Linked DNA regions of Mus musculus: region 2 is linked to region 1. The links are chromatin contacts, called in public HiChIP or PLAC-seq maps. All regions are on one chromosome and are shown on one strand. The core of a region is the stretch at or near the end of the contact, and the rest is flanking DNA. Distances in the headings are between cores, read along the strand shown. Region 1 overlaps Tmem108 (transmembrane protein 108). Region 2 overlaps Tmem108 (transmembrane protein 108).

Region 1 (5,323 bases), core at 1,523-4,022:
AAATCGAGGTTAATTCCCTTGGGTTCAATTTTCACTTCTTCTGAAGTAGCTACCTAGTTAAGGCATAGTGTACAACCAACACCACCGAATTGTGGCCCAAGTACAAAAGGAAACAGAACTAAAGTGTTGAATCCAAGCTCCCTGCAGCCTAGAGGTAGGACTCAAGGCTGAGATTAAATCTCTTCTGCTCTCCAGCTTAATGGCACTGTTAGTTGTTTTTTAATTAAGTCACCCTAAATTGCTACACTGAATGAATTTTAAGAGTCTGTGAAAATGCTGTGTCCCAATGTACTATAACGAGAGAGAGAGAGAGAGAGAGAGAGAGAGAGAGAGAGAGAGAGAGAGAGAGAGAGAATTGGTTCTTGTCTAACAGGATTAGGTAAGGGTATTTCTAAAAACAGCTTTAAAGTGTTTTTCCAGCTACTAAAGTCTAGACGTTCCCGAAGGTTTACCATGTCTTCCAGGTTCTGGGAGTTAAATTCTTATTCTTCCTAAGCAAACCTGTGAATGTCCTTATTTGTCAAAGAGACTCCACGACCCTGGTAAAGCAAGGGAGTCATAAAAGGACCAGGAAACAAAGTTTTCACCCAGTTGGCAGCCACTTTTAAAGCAATGGTAAAGATGGATTTCCTCGTTTTATTCCCTTTAACTTTCCAGAATCGTCTCACTACTCATGGGAAGGCAGGCGCATGCGTCATCCCCACATCTCAGCCTTAAGGAAGGCTCACCATAGATAACCCTTGACTGAAAGAGATGAACTACAGTCAATATGTCACCACTACATTGAGAAACAAAAACTGATACCACCTCTTCCTGGGGAGACAGACTGGCTGAAGCAGTAATGTGAATTCCCAGCACACCAACTGTTAGCACAAAAATATGCCACCGCTGTTCCTTAGCAACCAATGTGGTTCTTCAAAGGCTTTGTGGCTGAAGAGCTGGAGACCTTCTCCTGCCTCGTGTATCTAACGGGAAGCCGAGATCCTGGTGGGACTGAGTGTTCTGCTCTCATCAAGCCATGGCCATAAGAAGGCAGTCACTGTTCTGATCTCAAAGCAACCAAGTAGAGGCATTAGCCATCACGTGGTGTGCACAGGCCAAGCGGAGACGAGGAGAGACCGACTCTGGTCTGGTCTGCCTTGTGTGGCCTTCAGTTCTCCCTGTCCTTTTCTCGTGTCCTTTTCCTACTCTGCCTCTGAAAGGGACTAATGCAATAGGAGGGAATCAGGATATGGAGATGCTGTGGAATGGTTAATCACTGAAACCTCGATTAGGTAAAGTGACAGGTAAAGTGTCATTTATTTGACAACCTGCCATTAAAAAATTTAGTACGTGTAAAAAATGGTTCTATTGATTTCCAAGCACAGAGGGGAAAATACATACATGTATATATCTAGATCTATCAATGCTTCATTACATTAAATAATAAGTTGTGTGTGTGTGTGTGTGTGTGTGTATACACGTATGATGTATGTGTACATGCAGATACATGTACATGTACAGGCCAGAGGTCAACTTCGGGTTTCTTTTATAGCTTTCCACCTTATGTTTTCAGACAGGGTCTCTCACTGAATCTGAAGTTTGACATTTTGGTTACTCTGGTGGTTAACAAGCCTCCTTCGTTCACTGCTGGGGCTTCAGGCTTGTGCCTCCACACACGGTGTTTTACATGGGTTCTGGGGATTCAAACTCAGCTTGCCATACTTGCCTGGCTAGCATTTTACCCACTGACACCCCCCCTCTACCCAGCCCCTCGTTCATAAACTTTTAAGTTTAGTTTTATTACTATCATTTATTTCCAGAATTAAATTCCCAGTTGAATGTCAGTGACTCCTTCTCCCCCAAGTTTCTATTAGACTTCTTCTAGTTTAAAGAATTTCTTGTTCCCTGTGGCACATAATAACTACAAAGCTGATTTGTGCTTCACAGCACACATAGATGTAGGACAGTTTGAGTTCGATGGTGGTTTTCCCACTGTAAATCCTCTGAGACATGGTATGGAAAGTCAGTACCTGCTTCAGATCAATACTGCTCATGTGTTCAATCTTTTGTATGCTTGTTGGTTCGTTGGTTTATTCAAAAAGTAGTTTGTGAGCACCTTGCTGTCCTGAATTAGGTGATGAGCTAGAGATACAGCAAGACAAATGTGTATGTGTGCGCACACATACACAAACACACACATACACACACACAAAGGCACACTCACACACATACATAATTCATACAGGCACACACAGGCACATGTGTACAGAGACACACACATGCACACACGCACCCGCGCACAACAATAAACAATTTTGTAGTAATAAAAATGAACATCAAAAGCTGGACTCCTTAAGTTCTTGGACTTGAAAGTACTTTAAGGACCTATAATCTGGCTCGTCTCACGTTTTAGGTAACAGGGGTTATAGAAAGGAACTGTGGTCTTAGGCTATGACTCCCAAAGCAAAAATAAAGAAGCAGAACTTCAAACTATTGAGTTGCTCACAGGAAAAGGGATGATGACAAACTGTATCCTGCAGAAGTGTAGAAAGCCACCAGCTACCCCAGAGGAGGGCAACATGTGAAGTACATGGGGATCCATGACTCAGCAACATTCGAAGTGCATCAGGAATCATGACTCAGGGACATGTGAAGTGCATCAGGAACCATGACTCAGCGACATTTGAAGTGCATCAGGAATCATGACTCAGCGACATGTGAAGTACATGAGGAACCATGACTCAGCAACATTCGAAGTGCATCAGGAATCATGACTCAGCGACATTTGAAGTGCATCAGGAATCATGACTCAGCGACATTTGAAGTGCATCAGGAATCATGACTCAGCGACATGTGAAGTACATGAGGAACCATGACTCAGCAACATTCGAAGTGCATCAGGAATCACACAACTCAACAGCAAAAAGGACAACAATAAAGAATCTTCAAGATCCAAGGATGCTGGCTCAGACCTGTAATCTCAGCTCTCAGAAATTGAACGCAGGAGGACGAGAAGTTCAATCCAGCCAGGGCTTCCATAGCATTCAAGTCCAGACTGGATTCTATCTTTCTCCAAAACAATTCCAAGGGCAGGGGGCACAGAACTTTAATTGCCCTTTTGTCAGGTCTGGAGAAGGTGCCTGACATTACTAATTGTTAGAGAAATGCTAATAACATCCACAGTGAGGCACCTCCTACTCTAGGTGGGCTATTAGCAAAATAGGTGAGTGCCAGTTAGGGTATAGGGAATAGGGAAGGCTTGTATGCTGTTGGTGGGAAAGCAAATTGATAGAGCTATTATGGGAGATAGTATTGGACATCTCAAAAAGCTAAAAAGAGAATTAGAATATGATCCAGCAGCATCCCATTACTCGGTATTTATTCACCCAAAGGAAATCAATCAGGATGTCAAAGAGACACCTACACTCAACAAAGAGTTCACTGCAGCCCTCTTCACAATAACCAAGATACAGAAACAGCCTGTGTCCATCAATAAATGCATCAATAGATAAGTGGATCAGAGACAATGTGGCATATACTCAGGGCATTATCCAGTCTTTACAATATAGGGGATTAACATGGGAGAATCTGGGGATGTAACATCAACCAAAATAAGGCAAGCACAGAAAGATAACTACTGTTTTACTATTTGATGACTATTATATACTCTGTGAACTTTAAAGAAGTTGGACTCAGAAACAGTATAGATGAGTGGCTGCCATGGGGAAAATGAAGAACTTAGACAAAAAAGTTCCACTAGAGGTTGAATACATTCTGGGGATCAAATGTTCAGTATGGTAACTACTGTTAATGTATTAGATATTTTACTCACTGCAGTGATAAAATACCTAACCAAAACAGTTAAAGGTAAAGAGTAATGCTGGCTCACAGTTCTGAGGGACACAGTCCATCTTGGCAGAGAAAGATAGTGTGGAAGCCTGAGGTCATTAGTTACATTGTGGCTACAGTCAGAAAGAAGAGAGACTGAGGCTGATGCTCAACCCCCTTTCAGTCTAGAATCACCCACATTTAGGATAGTCTTCCCTCTTCAGATTTAAACTTCTCTGGAAATGCCTTCACAGACACACCCCGAGGTGTGTCTCCTAGGTAATTCCACACTCAATTCAAGTTACCAGTTAAGGTTACTTATCACAACTAGTAACAAGGATATATCATAGATTTAAAATTTACTATGCTAAACCTGAAGTTCTTTAAATATATTTACATACAAGCAAATAAAAAATGGTAAGATGATGAGGTAACAGACGTGTAAATTGACTTGATTAATGTTGTGTCCATGTATCAAGCCATCATTAAATACATTCAACTTTTACTCCCTGGTTACAGTTTAGGCAAAGATATGGGAATAAACAAATATAAACAGTTTCTTGGAAGACCTGGAAGGTTCTGAGTTTTGAATAAAGCTCTAAATCCAAACTCCTGGTAGACATTCTTCTCTGTAGCAACACCTAGAGGGTAGAATATGATCTGGGCATGTTCTTCCCTTACAAACATATGCGATATATGTCCCCAACACACGTGAAAGCTGAGATTCCCTCTCAATGATTTCCATCAGGAAGGTCACTTCAGAAAACCAATGCTAAAATCATGCAAGGAGCCTGTTTTTATATTTTGAATGCACTGAAGACCTTTATAGGAAAGCTCCAACTTTCTCCAAGGTTAGCATCATCAAATTAAAATATGATATCATCTAAACAGTGTCTTCATGGAAGGTAACTTCTTTAAAAAAAAAAAAAAAAAACAACAAAACTTAATGTGCCTAGGTTGGGGGGGGGAACCAACCCAGTACAACCAGACTCTTTGGCTCCTAAGTCATCTTGTGTATTTCTCTACTGTCTCATGACAAATACCTATTACACGCTCTAATTATTGCTTACAATGTTTCCCAAGAAGACCAATGATAGCCACAAACTCTGCAGGCAGCATGTATCCACAGTACAAGTTAATCATTGCCTAAAAGGTTGCTCTTCTAATCTGGGAGAACATTTGACAGAATCACAAGCATGCCACAGCCCTGCCTCTTCTAACCTTAACTTTCAAAGCCCTTGAATGGACTTCTTAAGACAGCGTGGGCAAATGCTAGGTTTGATTTTATCGGTAATGAAATCACACATATGAACTACGGCCCACATTTTTCTATGACACAGTCCCTGAAAACTGCTAAAGAGCATTTAGAAAAATGGTACCCATGTGCCTACAGACCACCAACCACGAGCCTAGCTCACTCCCAGAGTAAGACATAGCTTAGACATACCTTTAAAAACAAGTAAAAATATATAATGCCATATGCAATCTTTATTTAATAAGTAGATTTTGATAA
Region 2 (5,323 bases), core at 755-3,254, 69 kb after region 1:
GTGAATGTCTGCACAAGACCTGCACGAGATCAGGCCAGTCAGCATTCCAGCACAGCGTGGGAAACGGCCCAGAAGCCTCTATCCCCAACTGAGGAACTATGGATAGTTGATGGCTTCTGGGAGAGGAAGAATTAGTTTTTGTCAATGGTGTGGCCCCTGGGTAGGTCAACCATGTTCTAGTAGACAGCCCCACAACCACAAGGCAATGGGCAGCATAAACTGGATGCAATGGCTTATTAGAAGAAGTGAAGTCAGAAGTTGAGTGATAGGAAGCAGTGGGTAGATCTGGAGCAGTTAGAGGGGGGAGTGGGAGTGTAAATAAGATCAAAATATGTTGTATAAAATTCTCATAGAATAAAGCCATCTTTTTTTTTTTAGCTTCAGGGCCATATTAATATGGGATCTCCTGAGAAAAACACATCACGTTCTGAGTGGAAGGCTTCTAAATAACACATTATCATTAAACTGTCGGCAAACACGATGCTAATACAATACCAATGAGGGAATGTTTCAGAATGCTCCACCAGGTTCTTTCCAATGGCAAAGTACCATGTCCAGAGGAAACACTCCCATGGCTGCCAGCCTGCCTCCTGGTCTTCAAGAGGTGCTCTAATGGGTGTGTTGACAGGGATGGGTCTTAGGCCAACAGAGCAGCCACGCTTCACGTCTTTGAAAGGCAAAGGCCAAGACTCAATTTTAGACTCAAAGAAAAATGCTGAGCAGGGTCTAGCATCTCCTTCTGTGTCTCAAAGGATGGGTTGGGTCCCTCCAGGCTGGGGGGTCTCAGTGTATGATGCTTGAAGAAGCATCTACCCCAAATCCATGTTCCCTGGGACACTTAAGCTCCTGGGAGCCTCATAACGTGTATGGCAGGAATGGAGTAAAAGATTCAGGAGCTTGGACACTCATTTCATCTCTCAGAATCTCTTTACACCCGGTAGAGAGCAGCTGTCTTTACTGTCACTACAGCATCTGCGCCAAGGGATTGCAAATTAATTCCTGAGTCTATGAGAACTCATGTAATTTTGTTTTATTTTTGCTATAAAAATGGCGGCACTTGCACACATTTCAGTTACTTTATTTTTAGTTTATGCTGCAAGATTAGTGAGTCCTTAAATTTTAAAAAGACTTTAATCTTCTGGTACTATTTAGTACTTAAACACGCACATGCATGAGTGTGCACACAGACACTCGCACAGACATATACAGGCACACCCTCATACACACACACACACACACACACACACACACACACACACGTGTGTGTGTGTGTTTTCCTTAAGAAGAATTCTATATATTCCCATTTTACATTGTTTTTAATTCAATAAATGGGACAGATAACGTCCTAGAGTCAGAAGAGAAACTGGAGCAAATGATTTAGACCTGCTCTTTTGCCTTGGCAGTCAGCAGCCGAGTGAGAAGACTGGTCCTGGCCACCCTTTGATAACTACTGACATTCTTTCTCCAGAGGGCACTCAGAGAAGCCCTGCTGAATCCCCTTTCTTTGGATCCTCTTTCAACAAGAGCTGTGTCCCTTTTAAAGAAAATACAGACCCTCTGTCCCGTGATCTGGCTGCTTGAAGAGAAGTCTTAAGAACCTTACAGGAATTCAATGGAATGCTGGGTTATTTGTACTGCCCCCAGATCACTTCACTCACAGCTGTGTGGGTCCAAATGGAGCCGAGACCATCCTTGCACTGATGGAGAGTCAGAAATAAAGACTGTGCCTTCTGTGATAGCAGAATGTATTCCCTTACAAAGCCACTCAACCACTGGTCCCAAAGAAAGGAACGCCTGAGGGTCAGGGCTTGACAAAATGCACTGTATAAAACAAAATTAAGCCCGTTTCAGTCGAGTCAGTCGTTCTCCACGGAACGACACTTGTGTGTGATTTATTTTTAGAGTAAAAAGGCACGTTATTTTCGTTGATCAGAGCTGGAATCTTACACACCCAGCTGTTGAGTAACACTTGTCAAAGATGTCAAAACGTCTTTCAACATTTAGACAGCCACCTAGCTATTATTCCTGGGGGACACGTGGTTAGCTGAAAGAGTCACATCTGACAGATGCAAAAGAGAAAAAAAACCACATCTGTATGGAAACCACAACTCTCACTTCCCAACCACCCACCCCAGTGATCTCCCCAACGCTCTGCACCACGAGACACCCAGACTGCCAGAGGAAGAATGCAGTCGGACCCCTTCACAATAGCTGCTGTGGATGTGGGGTTTCTCCTTCTGCCTAATCTTCTGATTCTTTATTTCACCCCAAACTCCAAATTCTGTTTATAATTCTAGCTAGGAGTGAGAACTCAGGGTCTGTAAGCCAGAGAAGGGTCTCCTGTTCAGTTAGCATACTGCACTACCTCTGTCCAGGAAAGCTGCAGGACTGTCATCTTTACAGAAGTCATCTATGCAGAGCCACAGATCATTAGTCAGCTATGCAGAGCCACAGATCATTAGTCCAACAGAGAGCACCGGCATCCCTAAAATTGCCAGTAAGGACAGTTTTGACCAGCAGGGATGATGGTCCCTGCAGGACTGTGAATGAGTTCCTATACAACTATAATGCTCCTTCTATTCTTTGGGGGCTGATCTATATCAGTCATCAGCTCAATTAATAGATATAAGAAAGAAGACTAAGAACAGAAGGACCTAAGAGAACCTCAAACTAAAATGCTGAGCCAAGTTAATGACCAAGAAGTAAAACATGGGCCAACCAAGTACAGTCAGTATAGACATAGCCTTGAACTACAATAGGCCAAGAGAGGTCTTCCTGCTCCTCCCAGAAGCCCTAACTGCACGAGGTCTGGCAAGGCTAAACCTTCATCCTTAGAGGACTTTGCTTCACCTCTACCCCCTTCCTACCTAAGAGGCGTACACTCAAGCTCATCTCTCCAACAATGCTTTTCTCGATGATAACTATTTAGAAATTAGTTGGCACGATGACTTGGCTAGAATAGTATGAGAAGGTAGTATTTAGGGATGCTAAACATCTCACAGTACATTAGAAAGTATAACAAAATAGGGAATCATTTGATCAGAAAAGCTAATAGCATCCCCTTTTTTCCTTGAGAAAACTGGGTCTCTTCTAACAGTCAGGGCAGACAGAACTGGAGAGAAAACTAAAGAGAAAAAGATATAAAATCCCTATAGCTAACAGGCAGCTTCCTAGTATGACCAGAAATAAAGAATCATATCTCTGTTACCAATTATCTCTAACATTTCTACTAAAAAAAAAAATCCCCTCTAAAGCAGGAAGAAAATAATATAAGATACATAGGCAGGTGACAGAAAATACTCAGGGAGAAACTAACCACGTGCAGACTTTTATTAAATCCACCAGGCTACACTTGGGATGGAAAGAGAATGCAGCCTGGGGAGAGTTACAGAAGTGAGCTTCACAGAGGCAGGATAGGGCAGGCTTAAGGCTCGCTCGCCTGGTCCTGACTGGCTGTGGATGGAGCACTGCTATATAAGGGTGTTGGGAACATGCCATCTGATGCAGACTGGTACCAAAGTGGGAATGTGAAAGATGACAGGCTTCATCTTGCTGGTGGGGTGTATCTGTAGGAGGAACTCAAGCCCACCACCATCTGGTGAGCAACCCATAGGTAAATGGACTGAGCCAAAATAGCATCACCGATGTTAAGCCCTGTCATTCCTGCCTTTAAGTCATAAGGAATCGGGCAAAGTGTTGTCTTCTCTGGCTACTTCCCCTGAACTTTGGATGTAGTGCAGGGCAGAGGAGGCTAAAGAATGATGGTAGCTCCTTGGGTAGCTACTGATACCCTATGGTCATAAAGATTTGTCACCTCCTGGTTGGTGAAGGATTGCATGCACTCCTGTAAGGAGTTAGAGAAACAGCCAAAGAGGCATGGACCAGAGACTAGGGTCAAAGCTTTGCGAGTGAGAAGGACACTGGGGTAACAGACAGTGGAGAATGGACCAAGGCAGTTCCAGGAGGACTACTGGATTTGGAGTTGCTCATCTAGTTTTCCTGCCCATTCACTTAGCTTAGACGCTCCCTCCTGAGCCAGGCCTGATTGTTTATGGTAGAAGCAGTGCCCTTCCCCCAGGGCTAAGCAGAAGTAATTGGTTTCTGTCCTGACATTCAGGCCTCTGTAATTTTGAAGAGCCATTCCTACCAGGGAGTCTAGGTGTTACAGTGCTGGGTCTCAAAGATATGTCTGGAGTGGTAAGAAGAGGGATAAGCTGGAGGGCCCATTAGTCCCTCCCTTGGAGGACAACTGAACTGCCCATAGAGGTTTAGGGGAGCATATCTCTCTTTTAACTGCTTCAAGCTGACAAAGGGGGCAGTGTGGAAAAGGCAGTAGTCAGTGTGCCTCCAAAGAAGGTCCACCTAAGAGACCACAATAAAACTTAACACATGGCAAAGACCTAGAACCTAAGACAGCCATGAGATGACAGTGCGCTCCCTTGGATGGGTTCTATGAGGGAGGTATCAGCTGTAACATACAAGTGTGAGACTGATAGGACTTAGGTAATTCTTACTGAGAGAAAAGTTAAGAAAAGGGTTATGGAAGTTTTGTCCTTCCTGGAACAAGAAAACCATCTAAAGCACCCATGGCAGGTCTTGTCATAGGTATGAGGAAGATTGACAACTTTTGTCGAGGGTGTTAACTACAAAATTGGAATTGGTTTGACAGACCTGAGACATATTTCATTGGCAAGCATTAAGTTCAGACTTGACCATCAGGTCTCCTCTATTACAACCTTGTGGGGAACATTAAGAGATGAAAGTTAATGAGAAAAAAAATTTAGTATCATAATTAAGTTTTGATTAGTAAAGTGAAATGTATGTGTACAGCTGGCTGGACCAGGTACCAGAGCCCAGTAGAAGGGTAAGGTAACCGCAGTCATCAATGTGTTCGAGAAGGTCAGTTGAAATCAGCATCTAATGGAAGATGACAACGAGAAATAGAATCCTACTGGGTTCTTCTATGGGATCGTCTAGCAAAGTTCCAAGGACAACCCTTGGATATCTTGAATAATTTCCCGGACTTGTGAGTTTAATAACAGAAAATCTGGCATCCTCCTTTAATTACGGAGCATGGACAGTTAGGAAGACACACTGTGCCTGTGATAAGTACTCCTCCAGACAGAGATAGTGTGCTATACTTGATAAGTACAGCTTTTAGGTTGGGCTTCCGTATGTAATGAGCTAGGCCTGTATCTCCGCTGTGGACAGACCTACAGTGCTGAAGCAAGCCAAGGTAGGTCTTGTCTTACATCTGGGATGTATGTATATAATCAGCAAGAGAATCATTAGTGAAAAATAGTTGTCCAGATAGCATCTCACA

What was found. HiChIP or PLAC-seq counts read pairs in DNA pulled down with a chosen protein or histone mark.
Region 2: a contact with region 1 is called in an H3K4me3 HiChIP or PLAC-seq map of the SCID.adh cell line, with 12 read pairs. The contact joins two enhancer-like sites. A contact is called at or near these places in 2 of 115 datasets of contacts at active chromatin or transcription factors (the SCID.adh cell line and embryonic stem cells).

Annotation. Positions count from the first base shown.
Region 1 is chr9:103,668,154-103,673,476 of GRCm38.p6, forward strand. The region is part of intron 2 of Tmem108 (transmembrane protein 108); the gene reads right to left. Among named protein-coding and RNA genes, the nearest start is that of Gm46129, 50 kb to the right of the region's middle. Within about 2 kb of position 2,773, at least 10 of the 459 cell types and tissues checked have an H3K27ac peak or open chromatin away from gene starts, as enhancers often do. A contact at or near this core is called in the SCID.adh cell line, where this site is marked.
Region 2 is chr9:103,738,302-103,743,624 of GRCm38.p6, forward strand. All of the region lies in intron 2 of Tmem108 (transmembrane protein 108), which reads right to left. Among named protein-coding and RNA genes, the nearest start is that of Gm46129, 20 kb to the left of the region's middle. Within about 2 kb of position 2,005, at least 41 of the 459 cell types and tissues checked have an H3K27ac peak or open chromatin away from gene starts, as enhancers often do. A contact at or near this core is called in the SCID.adh cell line, where this site is marked.